Regions from separate parts of the Mus musculus genome. Here regions 2 and 3 are each linked to region 1. Evidence: chromatin contacts called from public promoter capture Hi-C data. All regions are on one chromosome and are shown on one strand. The core of a region is the stretch at or near the end of the contact, and the rest is flanking DNA. Distances in the headings are between cores, read along the strand shown.

Evidence for each region. Promoter capture Hi-C pulls out the DNA fragments that hold promoters and counts their contacts.
Region 2: a contact with region 1 is called in a promoter capture Hi-C map of hippocampal neurons, with 2.7 times the contacts expected there. The contact joins the enhancer-like site here to the promoter of 4930439D14Rik in region 1. A contact is called at or near these places in 3 of 39 promoter capture datasets (the 3T3-L1 cell line, hippocampal neurons and liver), 2 of 484 Hi-C or Micro-C datasets (the AML12 cell line and myocytes) and 1 of 9 other capture datasets (pancreatic islet).
Region 3: a contact with region 1 is called in a promoter capture Hi-C map of pre-B cells, with 2.8 times the contacts expected there. The contact joins the promoter of Axdnd1 here to the promoter of 4930439D14Rik in region 1. A contact is called at or near these places in 2 of 39 promoter capture datasets (pre-B cells and stem cell-derived epiblast-like cells), 1 of 484 Hi-C or Micro-C datasets (CD4 T cells) and 1 of 9 other capture datasets (liver).

Annotation. Positions count from the first base shown.
Region 1 is chr1:156,936,211-156,941,158 of GRCm38.p6, reverse strand. It overlaps 4930439D14Rik (a long non-coding RNA gene), which reads right to left and starts at 2,365. Exons shown (of 2, transcript XR_003948625.1): 1 at 2,101-2,365; 2 at 964-2,032. Ralgps2 (Ral GEF with PH domain and SH3 binding motif 2) reads left to right here and starts at 1,533. Exons shown (of 19, transcript NM_001159967.1): 1 at 1,533-1,670.
Region 2 is chr1:157,533,945-157,538,892 of GRCm38.p6, reverse strand. Sec16b (SEC16 homolog B (S. cerevisiae)) reads right to left here. Exons shown (of 26, transcript NM_001159986.1): 6 at 4,120-4,264; 7 at 3,381-3,532; 8 at 2,980-3,041; 9 at 1,240-1,375; 10 at 550-780. Among named protein-coding and RNA genes, the nearest start is that of Sec16b, 10 kb to the right of the region's middle. Within about 2 kb of position 2,227, at least 24 of the 459 cell types and tissues checked have an H3K27ac peak or open chromatin away from gene starts, as enhancers often do. A contact at or near this core is called in hippocampal neurons, where this site is marked.
Region 3 is chr1:156,418,175-156,423,122 of GRCm38.p6, reverse strand. It overlaps Axdnd1 (axonemal dynein light chain domain containing 1), which reads left to right and starts at 2,208. Exons shown (of 26, transcript NM_001346967.1): 1 at 2,208-2,277; 2 at 2,593-2,788; 3 at 3,712-3,884; 4 at 4,786-4,889. The coding sequence starts at 2,695.

The DNA of each region.
Region 1 (4,948 bases), core at 1,116-3,615:
AAAGCAGTTAATAACTTGGGACAATTACACACACACGCACACACACACACACACACACACACACGTATCTCTATCTATGTATCTATGTATCTATGTATGTATCTATCTATCTTTGAATGTATTGTTGTTGGCACATAGCCATCCACCTTTCCCTTAATCTCTTACTAACTTGGGGAAAGAAAGATCAATCATTTACTCAGTGACTCAAAGGGTTCCCCCTCCCAACTGTTACTTCAGTTTGTCTGTTGTTTCTTTGGGACTTGAAGCAAACAGCATCGAAGTGAAAACTGCATCTAAGTAATTCTCCTGGAGCCTTTTGGTCACTAGTGTTCCTTAGCCCCGCCCCCTTTTCATTAGTCTACGCTCAGTTGAAGATTTCTGACAGGCTTTTCTTCTTTTTGGTTTCTGTGCATCTATTGGAGAGACTTCCAACTTAAAACGGAATAAAAAACCAGCACTGGGCTTTATCGCTTTTCCTTGCTTCGTTTTTATCTTCCACCTACTTTTGCATGGGCATGTTTTAACCAAGGGGATGAAGGAGCGTTCTTCTACCTTCTCCACAGAAGGGAACAGTGGTCAAAAGGGACAGTGTTTAACTTTCTTCTGCATAAAAGAATCCACTGTTTTGATTAGTTATTATAGGGAAAAAGGAAATCAAAACGAATTTGGTCCCTTCACAATCTACACTCAGTGCTGCTATAGAACTGTCCCTCCACCCTCCACTGCACATTGCCTAGAAAAGGATCGCATCTATTCCCGAATGACCTAATGATTACACCAAGGTGGCTCACTGAAAACCTTCCACTAAGTCACACTGCATCAAATGGTGCTAAGTTTAAGTAGGCCACCTAGGTGCACCCCAAGAAACAACACCCTTCTATTCCCTTTCATTCACAGGAAAAATTTCACCTTTTAGAATCACGTTCCCGCAATGGCGTGAAAATACAGTCCACCTGAAACTCATCAATCCGGGACTAGGGGATCCCAAATATTGTTATTTGCTCCTTAAACCACCGGCAGCCACCCTGCTTAACACCTAGAGGCCGACCCAACACTTCCGGCATGATGATGTGCTAGAGTGCAGACTCCATCATTTAAGATCCCACGGCTGTGGGGTGACTCTTCACATTTGCAGTCCCCCTCCACTTGTCCGCCACGACTCCTAAGGACGCCGCCCTCACGGGCTGGGTATTTGATCTGGGGGCCAAGCGTTTCCAGACTTTTGTCCTCTGGCCCGAGCGGGGAGCAACGCCCGCGTCCCAGGCGCCAACGAGACCCGTGCGGGGAGCAGCCGCGGGGCCCCACCTGTCCGTCCTGAACCCTGCGGCTCGTCCTTGCGGCCGGTGCTGCGCCTGCGGCTGGGGCACGCGCCTCGGACACCGGTACGGGGCGGCAGTTGGCCTCGGGGGGCATAGCCCGGCGCCCGCAGACTGCGCCGAGACCCCGGCGACCCGGCGTTCCCGGCCGCGCGAGCGCGCTCGGTTGGTGCGCGCGCCGCTCCGCCCCGCCCGCCCGGCGCGCGCCCCCTGCGCGGCCGGGGTGGATCCAGCGCACTCCCCTCCCCCGAGCGCCGGCGGCAGGCGCTGAATGAGAGACGCCGACTGCTCGGTTGGGCGAGCGATTGCCTCGGAGCCGCGGGCGAAGCGGAGGCGACGGCCGCGGCTGCACAGGTCGGCGTGGCGTGCGGGCGTGTGGGGAGGCGCGGGCAATGGCGGCGGCGGCCGCGGTGCGCGGCGCGGGAGGGCGGGCTGCGGGTCGCTCGCGGTCCCGCGGTGGCGGAGGCCCCGGCGTCGCCTCAGCCTCTCAGGTGAGCCGGGGCCGGGCCCCGCCGCGCCAGCCACACCCCCTCTCGGCCGGGGCGCCTGCACCCCCGTCACCGAGCCGAGGCGGGTGACCTGTTGCGGGGCCGAACCGCCCGCGGAGCGCGGGGTGAGCGGCGCCGCGGCGGCGGAGGCCGCGTGCGGACACGGAGGGGGGTCCCGCACCGCCGCGCTAGCTGCCCGCAGCGCCTGGGATTCCTTTGCTGTGTGGGCTTAGGCGGGCTCGTAAACACCGGGCTCGGGGAGGCGATGGGGAGCTGACCTGGAAGGGAGCCCGGACCTGTGCGCTGCCGCCGCGGCTCCCCGCCCCCCTCGAAGCGCTTTTCCTGCCGCCGTGTGCGGTGTAGACGCAGGCGGGTTTCAGGGTGCGTGGGCGTGTTTGGGAAGAAGCTGCGAGCTGATAGGAGGTACCTTAGTGCGAATGTTAATTTGTTTGAGCTGGGAGGGGTGAGGGAGGAGGAAGAAAGGGGCCTGTTGGTGGCCGTGGAGGAGGGGCGTTTGCAACCCCAAATCCCTCTGCAGAAAGCGCTCTCCACCGAAAGCATCCAGCGTCTTTTGTTTAAGATCGGAGGATGAAAGCACGGGCGGCAGTTAATTGAGCCTTTCCTCGTAGGTGCTCTGCATCCCCTCCCCACCCCCACACCCCGTCTTAGTACGCTGAAGTAGCTATAGAGCTTTGTTTCGGTGTTGGTGTTTGTTTATGAGTTGACTTTGGCGTTGTTTATGTAATGTTTACCATCCGGTGTACTCGAGGTCGTGTGTCTTTGAAGATGACCATTCGAATTTTGTGGAACTTTTCATTCCTTGCATGAGAGAGTACCGCAGTGCCACAGTTCGTTAACTTGCAAACTGTAAAAGCCTGTCCCACCCAGATATGATTGTTCGGGCTGTAGCATCATAAATGTAGTAAGTGTAATACTGTTACTGCAGGAGTGGGATTTGTAACCAAACAGTATTATTTTAATAATAATAACCTCTACTGAATGTGTGTAGTCATGAAGCTTCAAAAATGTGGAAAATTGCTTGTCTTAGCCACATGTATATATTAAATGTGTCTATTAGAGTTCCCATGAATGGTTTAAGTATAGTTATTTGAGCTTAAATTCTGGCATAGTAATTTTAAAATAGTAAAACCCAGTCCATTCTATCTCACCATGCATTGATTTCAGGAATTTGACTTTTTCTGCAAATACTGTTCTCTATCTTTTATTCACCAGATTGCAGCAGAAGTTGAAAGATCTGCTTGTGTGTCAAGATCCTAGTATACTTTTTGATATTACAGTATCAGGGAGGATACACCCAAAAATTCTGAGAGAAAATAAAATTTAAAAGATAGCTATGAACCAGACATGTGTGAGTAATGAATGCAATTTGTGTGCATTTTAAAAACGAGCTTACAATTAAAATTGGGGCAGTGGTTGCCTTTGGTGAAAGATGGCTTTGTTGGTAATAATAATTTGATTGCAACTTGAAACTTTTTTTTTTTTTTTTTTTTTTTTGAGGCAGAGCCTCACTATGTAGCTCTAGCTGTCGGTGGAATTCACTACATAGACCAGGCTGGCTTCTAACTGGCTGAGATCTGCCTGACTCTGCCTATGAGGAGTTGGGATCAAAAGCTCCTTTTAAGCTCTTGTCCAGAGGGTCAATTCTTCTAAACACACAGAGTATCTCCGCGTCCCGCTGTGTCCTGATGGGTGTGGAGGGGATGCTGCAGCGCACAAACGCACACGTGCTGTGATGGAGATAAAGTCATCAGTGGGCAGCTCTGTTAGTGTAGAAGTGAAAACTCAGGATGCCTTTTGAGTTAGGATACTGCTTGCATTTTTCCTTCTGAGGATAGAAGGAACTGTTAGTGAATAAAAGCATCAAGACAGTTGTCTTAAACTGTGCTTGTGTTTATACACACTAGGTATCCGGCTTCCAAACATATCTAAATATTACTCTACCTGGAGTCAGAGGGTGTGTGGTTTATATGTGGCTAGACAATTAATCTGTTGGTTTATATACTTAAATGAAATGTGTGCTGATATTCTTGTCTTGGTATTTACTTGTTTGTAAGAGTCTTCAGGAGAAGTAAGCCGACATCCCCCCAGGGAAATGGCATTCTACCCGTCTGTTAAAGAAAAATCTTACTGGATTCCAAGGGGCTGATGAGAAGAGATTAGTTTATGCTCTGATTAATAATCATGGTGACATGCATTGGTGTAGATCTTTGTAGATTTCAGAGCTTTAAAAGTATTTACCCTACGCAGGCATTAGTCTCTCCACTTCAGAGTGGGAGGCCAGCTATCAGTAATCATACAGGGATCCCAGGCCTAGACTGTTGTTTCTAGAGTGTGATGTGCCCAGTCCCATCCTGTCCCCCCCCCCCCCCCACTCCCCCGGTCTCTGGAGTGGAGACTTTGGGAAAATGCACAGCTGGGGACTTAGTGTACTGCTAGCTTCCAGAAGTTTCTAAGGAGTTTTTAACCGCTAATCTATTATTTGAAATTGCCTTCCTTTTCTCTAAAGCTCTGCTTTCCTTTGATATGGAAAACGAACACATACAAGCTTTTGAGAATAAAATACATTAAAATGGATCCTGTGTTTTGAATATTAGCTTTTGTTTAATGTTTGCTTTTGAGATAGTTACTTTTGTCTGCACTTCACACTTTTTATAGTTATCTAGTATTCAATGAAAACATAATTCAGATAGCTTGAAATAGGTCCCGTGGAAAAAAGTGAGTTTATGGCATTACTCCTTAATTACTTCCTTAAGTGTGTTTTAAATTCCCATTAGTTCCTTGTTAATGAGAGAATGAAGATTGGATATGATAAAACTTCAGTATTTTTAAATTAATCTGTACTCTTTCATGCTTTATAGTTTTATTTTCTTTGGTTCTCAAGTTTTATTCACGACCTCATTCTAAATATTCCAGATGGGTTTTATTCATCAACCTCCTCTGCCCTCCTCCCTCTTCCTTCTCCCCTTTCCCTGCCCCCTCCTCCCTTCTTAGAAAAGTACCTCACACTTGAAACAATGTCCAGTTATTGGTCAGAGATTATGACCAGAGAGTAAAATAATTGACATTAAATGATATGACTACTTTGTTCTTCTTTTAAACGTTGCTACTTGAACTTATACAGTT
Region 2 (4,948 bases), core at 978-3,477, 600 kb before region 1:
TACTGAGCCGCCTCTCCAGCCCTAGAACGTTTGGGTCTGCTTGACTGCAGAGTACTTCGTCTAGCACGTAAAAGGCACTGTGTTAAATTCCTGGTGCTATAAAAATAATAAAAGTGCACTAATCGAACATATTTAATGTTATTAGGGTATTTTACCATGTAATGTGAAATGTAAAAAGAAATCAACAATTATATACATATTCTTTAGAGTTGTTTATCTGTTTTGATACAGGATATCCCTTTATAGCTTAGGCTGGCCTCCTACTCAGTCTTGCTTACCTCAGCCAAATGAGTGTACCACCATGCCTGACACGTTTATGAAACTTAAACTGATTTTTTAATGGGGAAATACTGGAAGTAAATATATAAACACTGCAGGGGTGGATGGCATACACCTATGTATTTTTATTATTCTTGCTTTAACTTTCTGATCTTTTCACATGATCTAAAAGAAGTATATTCTGGCCAAATCATTGGAGGAGCGGGAGACTGGGTGAGGGATGGTGGTCCACGCCCATCTGAAGGAAGTCTGAGGGAAAGGCTCTCTCACCTTCTTCCTTCCGTAGTAGAGCAGCTTGGTGAATTTCTCCACGATCTGCGCTGGCGTATCCACATTGGGGGGAATCTCCCCAGTGAGGAGATCACGAGTCCCAGAGCTCAGTACCGGCCAGTCCTCGTCAGTCAGGTTGATGAGGTTGGCTACAGGGGGCTGCCTCTTGTACTTCTCCAGCTTCTTGCAGTCCTGCATCAGCAGCTCAGCAATGTCAGATCCCACCATGGACTGCAGGATAAAGAGAGTCATCCTGGGGGATGCTCCAACCAGTCCCCAGGTTGGGCCCAGGCTGAAGAAGGAAGACAGCAGGGTCTCTGACTTGTTCCTGAGGCAGTCGTGCAAATACACTGGAGATCTTTTATGAATGGTTGAATTTCAAACATCAGCTTCACTATCGTGGTTACTCTCTGCCTGTCCGCAGCCACAGTGCTTATTGGAACCACTCACAATTCCACTGGCTGGTGCAGTAATCCAGGGATTGTACAACAAACCCCAGCCAGCAGGGGGCACTCTCCAGGAAAAGGTTAGCATTGGCACACCAGTGTTAGAACCGGAGCTACACTCTCCCTCTGGGCAACAGTGCTACATAAAGACTGCTTTTTCTAACTGTGCTATATACCAACTCCCACAAAGACAACAACTTCAGCCCAGCTTCCATCTGCCCCCTATATCAAAGCAGTGACTTACCCCATTCTGTCGACAAAGGAGAACCAGCAGTTGCCAAAGTAGAGCTGAGTCTCTGCTCCCTGGTGTCTCAGATTTGAGACACTGCGTTGCTTTCTGCTGACAAAACGTCATGATATCCACCTTGTGTATGTCCTCCCTGTGGGACGATTCAGGAAGCAAGGCCTGAGCAGACTGACTCTCCCTGTACAGACTCTGTACAATGAACTCGCTAACATGGCAGAAGGGTGAGAGCCCAGGACTGGAAGTCTGGAATCGCAAGATCGTTTGTTTTTTGGTTTTTTGGGGTTTTGGGGGTTTTTTTCCTGTAGAACAGGGAGGAGTTTCAGAGATTCTCTTGTGCATCCTTCCATCTTTTAAATGAGGAGAGTAAACCCAAAGACCTTAAATGACTTCTCAGAAGGGTTCTGTTTCAAGTCAGACAAGACTGGGTCCATGTCTGGATTATGTAAACATCTCACTTGCTCTGAGCCTCAGTGCCATCCTTAACTTAGGACGGGACTTTAAAAACAACTGCCTGCATTAAAAAAGGGGGTAAGCAAACTGTATGGCATCCATCAAGTAAGTGCTTGTTAAATGTTCAAGAACATTCATACTATTTAATACACAACTTAGTTTTTTGCAAACCTGTAAGACATAGGGGGAAAAGGGTTAGGTACTTAAGGAATGACCCTTGAGATTTTCCTCTGACCTCTACATTTGTACCCACATACATGTGTGAGCGTGTGCTTGTGAGCTAGCTTCAGATTACATGTACAAAGAAGTAGCGACATTCACTGGCCTTCATATGAATAGAGTTTCACGGCCTTTGGAGTAGGCAGAGTGAGTGCTATATCATTTCTCAAGGGAAAAACTTAAAGATGGCTGATAAGCCAGTACTTAGTAGGCTACCTGGCATGCTGGTCCTCTGACACCCACCCACCCAGGACTCATCACAGCTAAAACCCGATGAAATGTGGCTGAAAATGCTACAGCAGTTCTACTTTATTCCTGCAGAGGGCAGACGTTCACAATGGCAGGGAGCTGGAAAAATCAGCTCAAGAAAAAGCCGTTTTAAGAACGTTTCTCCAGGCCGTGCTCCATTTCCCCACTAATCTCTATCAAGTCCTTGGAACACTGAAGCTTCCTACCAGCTAACCTCTATGAAATGGAACTGTTTTTAAAGGTCTAACTTGTTAAGCTTACTTCTCTTTCTCCTCTTCAAATATGAAACAGCTTGCTAAAATCACTCAGGTCATCTCTTTTTCTACCTACTGGCATAGAAAAATCTGGTTCAAATAAAATAGACATTTTCTTCCCTGACAACCAAGACCTGGCCAGGAAGAGTCCTCAGCTTTCAAAAGCCTTTATTTAGGAGTTGGTGACATAACTTAGTGGGGTCAGAGAAGTTGCTCTGAAAGCAAGAGAACATGAGATCAAATTCCAAACACCCCCATAAAAGCCAGGCATGGACAATGTGTTCCTGTAATGCCAGAGTTTGGGGGACAGAGACAGGCATATACTGGGAGCTCAGTGGTCAGACAGCTTAGCCAAAATGGCAAGCTTCAGGTTCAGTGAGAGATCCTCTCTCAAAAACTAAGAGAACAAAAGAAGATGAGGGAGAGAAAGAAGAAAACAACAGATGTCTTCCTCTGGCTTCCACATATGTATGCATGTGTACGCCTTCACACATGTGTGCATATCACACACACACACACACACACACACACACACACACCCTTAACAACACTTACAGTACTTTACCTAATAAGGGGCCCTGGGAAAGCTCTCATCTCCTCCTGATCCTCAAAATCATTAAGTAAAACCTGGAGTAGAAAATAAAATTAGGTCACCAAGATTCTTCCAGCCAGTCCCCACCAGCTGAATCCAGTCTCATATCCAGGGCTATGGTCTTGTGGTGTGGCTCAATGCCTTGTGGAGACAGTTATACTTGTTGAAAGATGAGTCACTAGCATCTCAGGGAAAATGTAAATCTAGCATCACTTCTTTTAGAGAAAAGCCCACCCATTCTTGCTCACAATCTAAGGCACATGTGACTCAGTTCCCCCTCCTGGAGATGCCCGGCCTCAAGCAAAGTGAGAGCCTGAGCGAGCCATTGAATTGAGCCGAGTACTTGCATCCCTGGAACCCAAGATAATGATTACCTCCATGCTGTGCACTTCAACGAGGGCCGTTTGTCCATCAGCAGGAGAGTTGGGGGGGACACACACTAGCTGGCCTCCTGGCCCAAAGCTCACAGACACATGGGGAACATAGAACCTCATAGGTGCCTTTGGAACTGTCGCTGAGGTGTCATCTGGCCAACAGACACATGGTGGACATCGTTAGGTTTATTTTCAGTGCTTTTTAGTTGATACACTACTGTTCCCATTCTACCTGGGCCAGGATGAGATGCTAGGTGAGATACTTGGTTAGAAAAAGTCATGCTCTAGTCTGACTTAACCCTCTAAGAATACGTCAGATTATAGTGCAAATGGTCCAAATGATAACGCACTCATCTCGGATTCTCAGCCACGGTCAGAGGACAAGCAGCCTCTGCAGCCAAGCCTCCAGACTAGCGTTCATACCTCCCCTCACTTCACCCAGTCCTCCCAGGTCCCCTTGTTCTCACATGTTGCCTGAAAGCACTCCAGAGCGCCTCCTGGCCCAACCTAACAATGACTGGGAGCAGTGTTCCCTTCCAAGAGCAACCTATGATGCACATTCCATTACTGAAGACAAGGCAGGAAAAAGATCCAAAGTTGGCCTCTCTGCCTGGGAGACATGCTTAAACCAGCAAGGCAAATGTAGACCCATTCCTGGTAACACAGAAGGGTGACTTCCCCCATGACCCAACCTTTCCTGATCAGAATTAACCGGTTCCTGTGGCCTCTTGGTACCCACCAGCCTGAATAGGCCTCCAAGCTGCTGACACCATAGGTTCATACTCCTCGGGGGCAGCTGTCATGTACTGACTGAGCTCGTAGCTACTAGAGCTGAGCCCAGACTCGTGCTGCTGGAGAAGGCTGGATTTGCTGGTCAGCAATGGCTGAAGGGGGAGGGAAAAAGAAAAAAATAATAAAGTTATGTAGGAAGGAGTTCCAGAGAGCTTGTCCTTCCACTTCCGAGGGTTCCTTCAAAGAAACAAAGCTCAGACTTCCTACTAAGCACAGCGACTGTGGATTCATGAGAAGAAGGAAGCATCCTGTGGAGCACAGACCAGTGGACTCGAGGGACCTAGAATTCAAATTTCAACTTCTATTTCTGTCATCCTCTGCTATGACCTTAACAGGTGACTTGGACTTTCCTAATCCTATTCCTTTATCTGCAATATAAATTTGAAGTCCTATACACATTATTTATTAATGCTTTAGCTATTTTATGAACACATGTACACTTTGGATAATGTAAATTTCCTGCAGACATGTATGCAAAATTTTCACATTGCAGGAGAGATGAATAAAACAGGACATTCGGGCTGGTGAGATGACTCAGCAGGTAAAAGCACTGACTGCTCCTCTGAAGGTCCTGAGTTCAAATCTCAGCAACCACATGGTGGCTCACAACCACCTGTAATGAGACCTGATGTTCTCTTCTGGGGAGTCTGAAGACCGTATAATGTACTTATGTATAATAATAAATAAATCTTTGGGTCGGAGCAAGCAGGGACTAAGCAAGTGGGGTTGACCAGAGCGAGCAGAGGTCCTAAAAATTCAATTCCCAACAACCACAT
Region 3 (4,948 bases), core at 959-3,458, 520 kb after region 1:
TGGATAGTTTTATTTGGTCCCACCACTCTTCCTGTGTGGCCTTGCATTCACAGCTGCATCAGCTTGCTCCACAGTATTGAAAGTGACTTTCGAAAGGCCCTGGAGCGGTTGTTGAAGGTCCCTGTTCCCTCCCACATACTGAGTGAGCGCTCCCTGCTTGCACAGTGACTCCTCATCAGACATTTCAAAGCTCAGAGAGTTTCCATAGCTGTCGGGCTCTGTAGCAGAATGCCTAAGCTTTTCCGCTCATGGCTCCTTTTCTCTGGAGTGTTTGTTTGTTTTTTGTTGTTGTTGTTGTTGTTTTGTTTTGTTTTATGTGTGGCCTGGAACTCGCAAAGATCCACCCCTACCTCCCGAGGGCTGGGACTTAAGGAATGTACTACCATGCTTAGCCGATTTTATTTTTACATTGGGTTTCTAGATCCTGACTGAATGTTAATAGTGCAGGATGTAGAGCATCTTCAAAGTTTGTTTGTTTGTTTTTAAGATTTATTTATTTTATTATATAAATAAGTGCACTGTCACTGTCTTCAGACACACCAGAAGAGGGCATCAAATTCTATTACAGATGGTTGTGAGCCACCATGTGGTTGCTGGGAACTGAACTCAGGACCTCTGGAAAAGCAATCAGTGCTCTTAACTGCTGAACCATCTCTCCAGTACAAAGTTTTGTTTTTAAATTGATATAAACACCGATGCTGAGAACACAGCTTTGCACAAATATGCTGATCTCAATTAAAATTTAAGATTTTTTTTTCCTTTCTCATGTAGCCCAGGCTGGTCTAAAATTCATTATGTAGCCAAAGATAGGCTTGAACTCCTGATCCTCCTGCCTCCATCTCTCCAGTGCCGGGGTTACAAAGTGTGTTCCATCCACCACATTCCACCATTTAATGATTTTGTTGTCATTAAAAATGAAACTCAAGCCTGCAATTCTAACAGCATTATTTAAAACCAACATTTGGGGGCTGGAGAGATGGTTTAGTAGCTAAGAGGGCAGACTGCTCTTGCAGATAACCTGAATTTGGTTCCTAGAACCCATGTCAGGTGGCTCACAACCACCTGTAACTCCAGGGGGTCTGATTCCCTCTTCTCTGGGGCATCTTCCCTCACACACAATAAGCACATATACATAACCTAAAAGAATTAAAAGTATAAAATCAAAGTGAGCAGTCATGCCAACCGTGAGTGTGGCACACCCACAAGAGCTTTCTCTTGTTCAATCTACAAACTGTTTTATCAACGTCACAAGCCAGATGCACAGTCTTGGTTAACTTGAGTCCAAGTGGACCCTAAACCTTCATAAACCGACACCCCCCCCCACCCCCCCACCATGCTGTCCTTTGCCCCTGCACGACAATGAATAGCCATTTGATTCAATAAATGGACACAATCTCTGAAGAGATTTCTCCCATCTCCCTTGCACTGCAGGAATGGGTGGCAACAGTTAGGTCATGCAGGGTGAGCAGAGTTACTCTGTGCTCGTTTCCATAGGCGCGTCAATGGGAAGATTGTTGCCAACTACTGATCATGATGTGCTTGCTCCTACAATCAGTAGATTCTTTAGAGAGAATGCTAGAGAGCCGATGCTACTGCAAATGCAAATTGGGGCCCATTTCTTTCTTTGTAACCTCCATTAGCCTAGGTGAGAAAGTCCTGCTCAGGTATTTGTCTTCTCCTTCAGCTACTGTTGGCATAGAAAGCTACCTGACACTAAGATGAACCGCACTTACGAACACGAACTGAGTGCATAGAAGTGACTTGAACAACAGAACTAGGCTGTTTGCTAGTTTACTCCTCCTCCTCTCTTTTTGAGACAAGGTTGTCACTAAGTTTCCCTGGCGGATTCAGAACTCATAGATTATGCTAGCCCTGAACAGATTCAAGAGCAGAAGGTCTCATTGCTACATCACCCTCTCTGCAAGGGCAGGGCCCGGGGAGTCTCTACCGGCGCAGGTCTGCGCTTGCGCAGTCTGCACCCGGAAGCGCGGTTTCGAGAGCCTATCCCATTCCGAGACAACAACCCGATTCAATATTCTTCCTTATTGCTACTACCCATGACTAAAAACACACGGAAACTTCTAGAGAGTGTAGAGACTCCTTTTCATCTCTTTTCTTTTGACGGCTCTGCCGGAGGCGGCTCGGCCCGCAAGTTGCTAGGACGGGGGGGGAGCGGGGAGCGTGGGGGGGGGGGCAGAAATGTGCTGCGTTGCTATGACGACGCAGGGCGTTCCGGAAAAGGGATGGCCTTCCGACGCCAGGCGGCAAACACAACTTGTGGGTACAGCGGCCGGTGTCGTGCACTCCTACAGTGCAGTCCTAGGACTTTGCTGAAAGAACCGTGGGAGCCCCGCCCCACTCGCGCCCGCGGAGCTGGGTCGCGCTGACCCGCCCGCAGTCTGTAGGGAGGCGGAGCCTGACTTTCCCGGGCTGGGCCCTGACTCTGACCCACCCATACCCCATCTCTGTCATGTCAAGTTATCTTAGAGGGCTCCCCAAAGAAAGGAAACCACGCCAGATGAATTCTGAAATTCAGTCTGAACACAAACACTCAAGAGATCTCTCTGTTCATTTGCTTTGTTTTGCCTACAGAATTATGGACAGCTTGAAAGTCTGAACACGATTTTGATTTGTTTTTGAATTAATTTTTTGGAGGATTAATAGTTCTGAGAGTGATCCCAGGCATTGATTATTATGTCTCTCCACAAAGTGTCGGACACTTCGCTGACCTCCCCATCAACATCTGAGTCCAAACAGGCAAAACTCTATGTAGTCAAGGAGGCAAAAGGTAAACTTAAGGATGCCGTGGACAGAACCATTAGGGCTACTGAAAGAATTTGCAATCCGTTCTCCCTTTCTCCTTAGCCAGCCTGAACACTCACCAAGTCAGAATACTGTTTCATCTTCATTTAAATACTAATAGCTATATGAAGTTTGGTTGCTTCTTCTCTGACTTCAAGGGAGCTTTAAAAACATAGTTATGTGGATAAGAAAAACATAACTTAGTTCAATATGCCTATTTGTATAAGATTCAAGATGTTTTTTGAGATTCCTTAAGATTTCCATCCTTGGGGCTGTGTCTTGGAAGGCAGAGGCAGGTGATCTCTGTGAATTTGAGGTCAGCCTGGTCTACATAGTAAATTCCAGGCTAGTGGGAGCTACATAGTGAGACCCTGTTTCAAGAAAAATGTAAAAAGACGTAATGATAAATGTAGAACCTGTACCAGAATAAGAATCAAGGCAGTCACCGTCTCACTCTTGCTCATCAGACTGAGGCTATCTCCAGTCTTAAGGTCACAGAGCTTTTTGGGTTGTTTCTTATTTATATTTTGCTACAGTTCCATCATCAACTCAAGGAGGTACGGATTCAACTCAAGGACTTACACTAAGCAAGCACTCTATCCTGAGCTAGCTACCTATTCACTATTTATGTTGCAGGGCAGTGGAGGGGTTGGGGCTTGGGTTGGCTGTACACTCACTCTGTGTAACCCAGGCCTTTTACTTTGTATCTCTCTGCATGTTCTCACATCCCCCTTCCACTCTTCCCTCCACCCTTCTAGCTACTCCTGCTTTAAGTATTCTTTGTAGCTGGGCTCCTCTGCTAGAGGCACCCTTCTTGTTAGAAACACAGGATACTGCTGAGGCAGTCTGGGAAACTTTAACTCCCCGGAACACTCCATTAAAAGTTTGTCTTTCCTAATACTTCCTTAGGGCTTCCTGAGCTAAAGGAGAAAAAATCCATGGTGAACCACCTCAAACCCCTTCCTCCCCTTCAGAATGACTACAGAATCCCCGAGGAAGTTCTTCTCTCTCTGAACTATGCAGCTAATGCCGGTCCCTGTCCTGAAAGCTTACTGCCTGTGAAGAAACCTAAAGCCCCAAAGGTTTGTATATACATACCTATCATGTTTGGGGTCACAATCCCTTTTTTAAAATTCACTTTGTTAAGTGTTTGGTGAGCAGAAGTTGTGTTCAGATGATCTTTTAAAATGCATATTTAAATTAAAAAAAACCGTTATTATTAGTTCGTGTGTGAGTTTGGGCTCAGGGTCAGAAGACAGCTTTCAAGGTCTGCTTTTCTCTCTCCAGCATGGGCTGGGGGTGGGGGGAGCACAAGTCATGCATGGGGTTGCAAGCTCTTTCAGCTGCTGAGCCATCTTACCAACTACAAAATTCAAAATTCAGATCTTGCTGAGCATGGTGGCTGGCACTGATAGTTCTATCACGTCAGAGGCCGAAGCAGGAGGATTGCCACAAGTTCCAGGCTGACTGGGCTATACAATAAGATCCTGTCTCAAAAACAAAAACAAAAACAAAAACAAAAACAAAGCCAGGGGCTGGAGAGATGGCTCAGCAGTTAAGAGCTCTGACTGCATTTCCAGAGGTCATGAGTTCAATTCCCAGCAACCACATGGTGGCTACCAACCATCTGTAACAGTATCTGATGTCCTCTTCTGGTGTCTCTGAAGAGAGTAACAGTGTACTCACATAAAATAAATAAATAAGTAAATGTTTAAAAAACAAAAAAACTAAAGTGAAAAACTCTCAGGTCTCTTGAAGCGTATGTTTCCATTGCTTAATATTTCCATTAACCTGTTTTATGTAAACTTACCAGAGGTATTATTGATGCTCTCTCAATGTTCTATCTTTGCCCTTCTTTACGCATTCTGCTCCTCTATAAAGCATCTAAATGCCCTGATGTAAATAGTCAAATAAGTAACACTTCTTCACCCAGAGTGCCCTCTACTGGACATTTGTGTTTTTTGCTTTTTTTTCCCCCCACAGTGTGCCCTTCCACGTCTTGTAGATCATGTCTGGCAGCACCCTATTCGAAGGGATAAATTCAAATACCTGATTGATCATCCTGTCTCCCTAACAGGAGCTGGAAGGTAAAGGTGGAAGAGAGTGGGGTGCAGACATACAGATAGAATTATTTTCTCATTTTGTG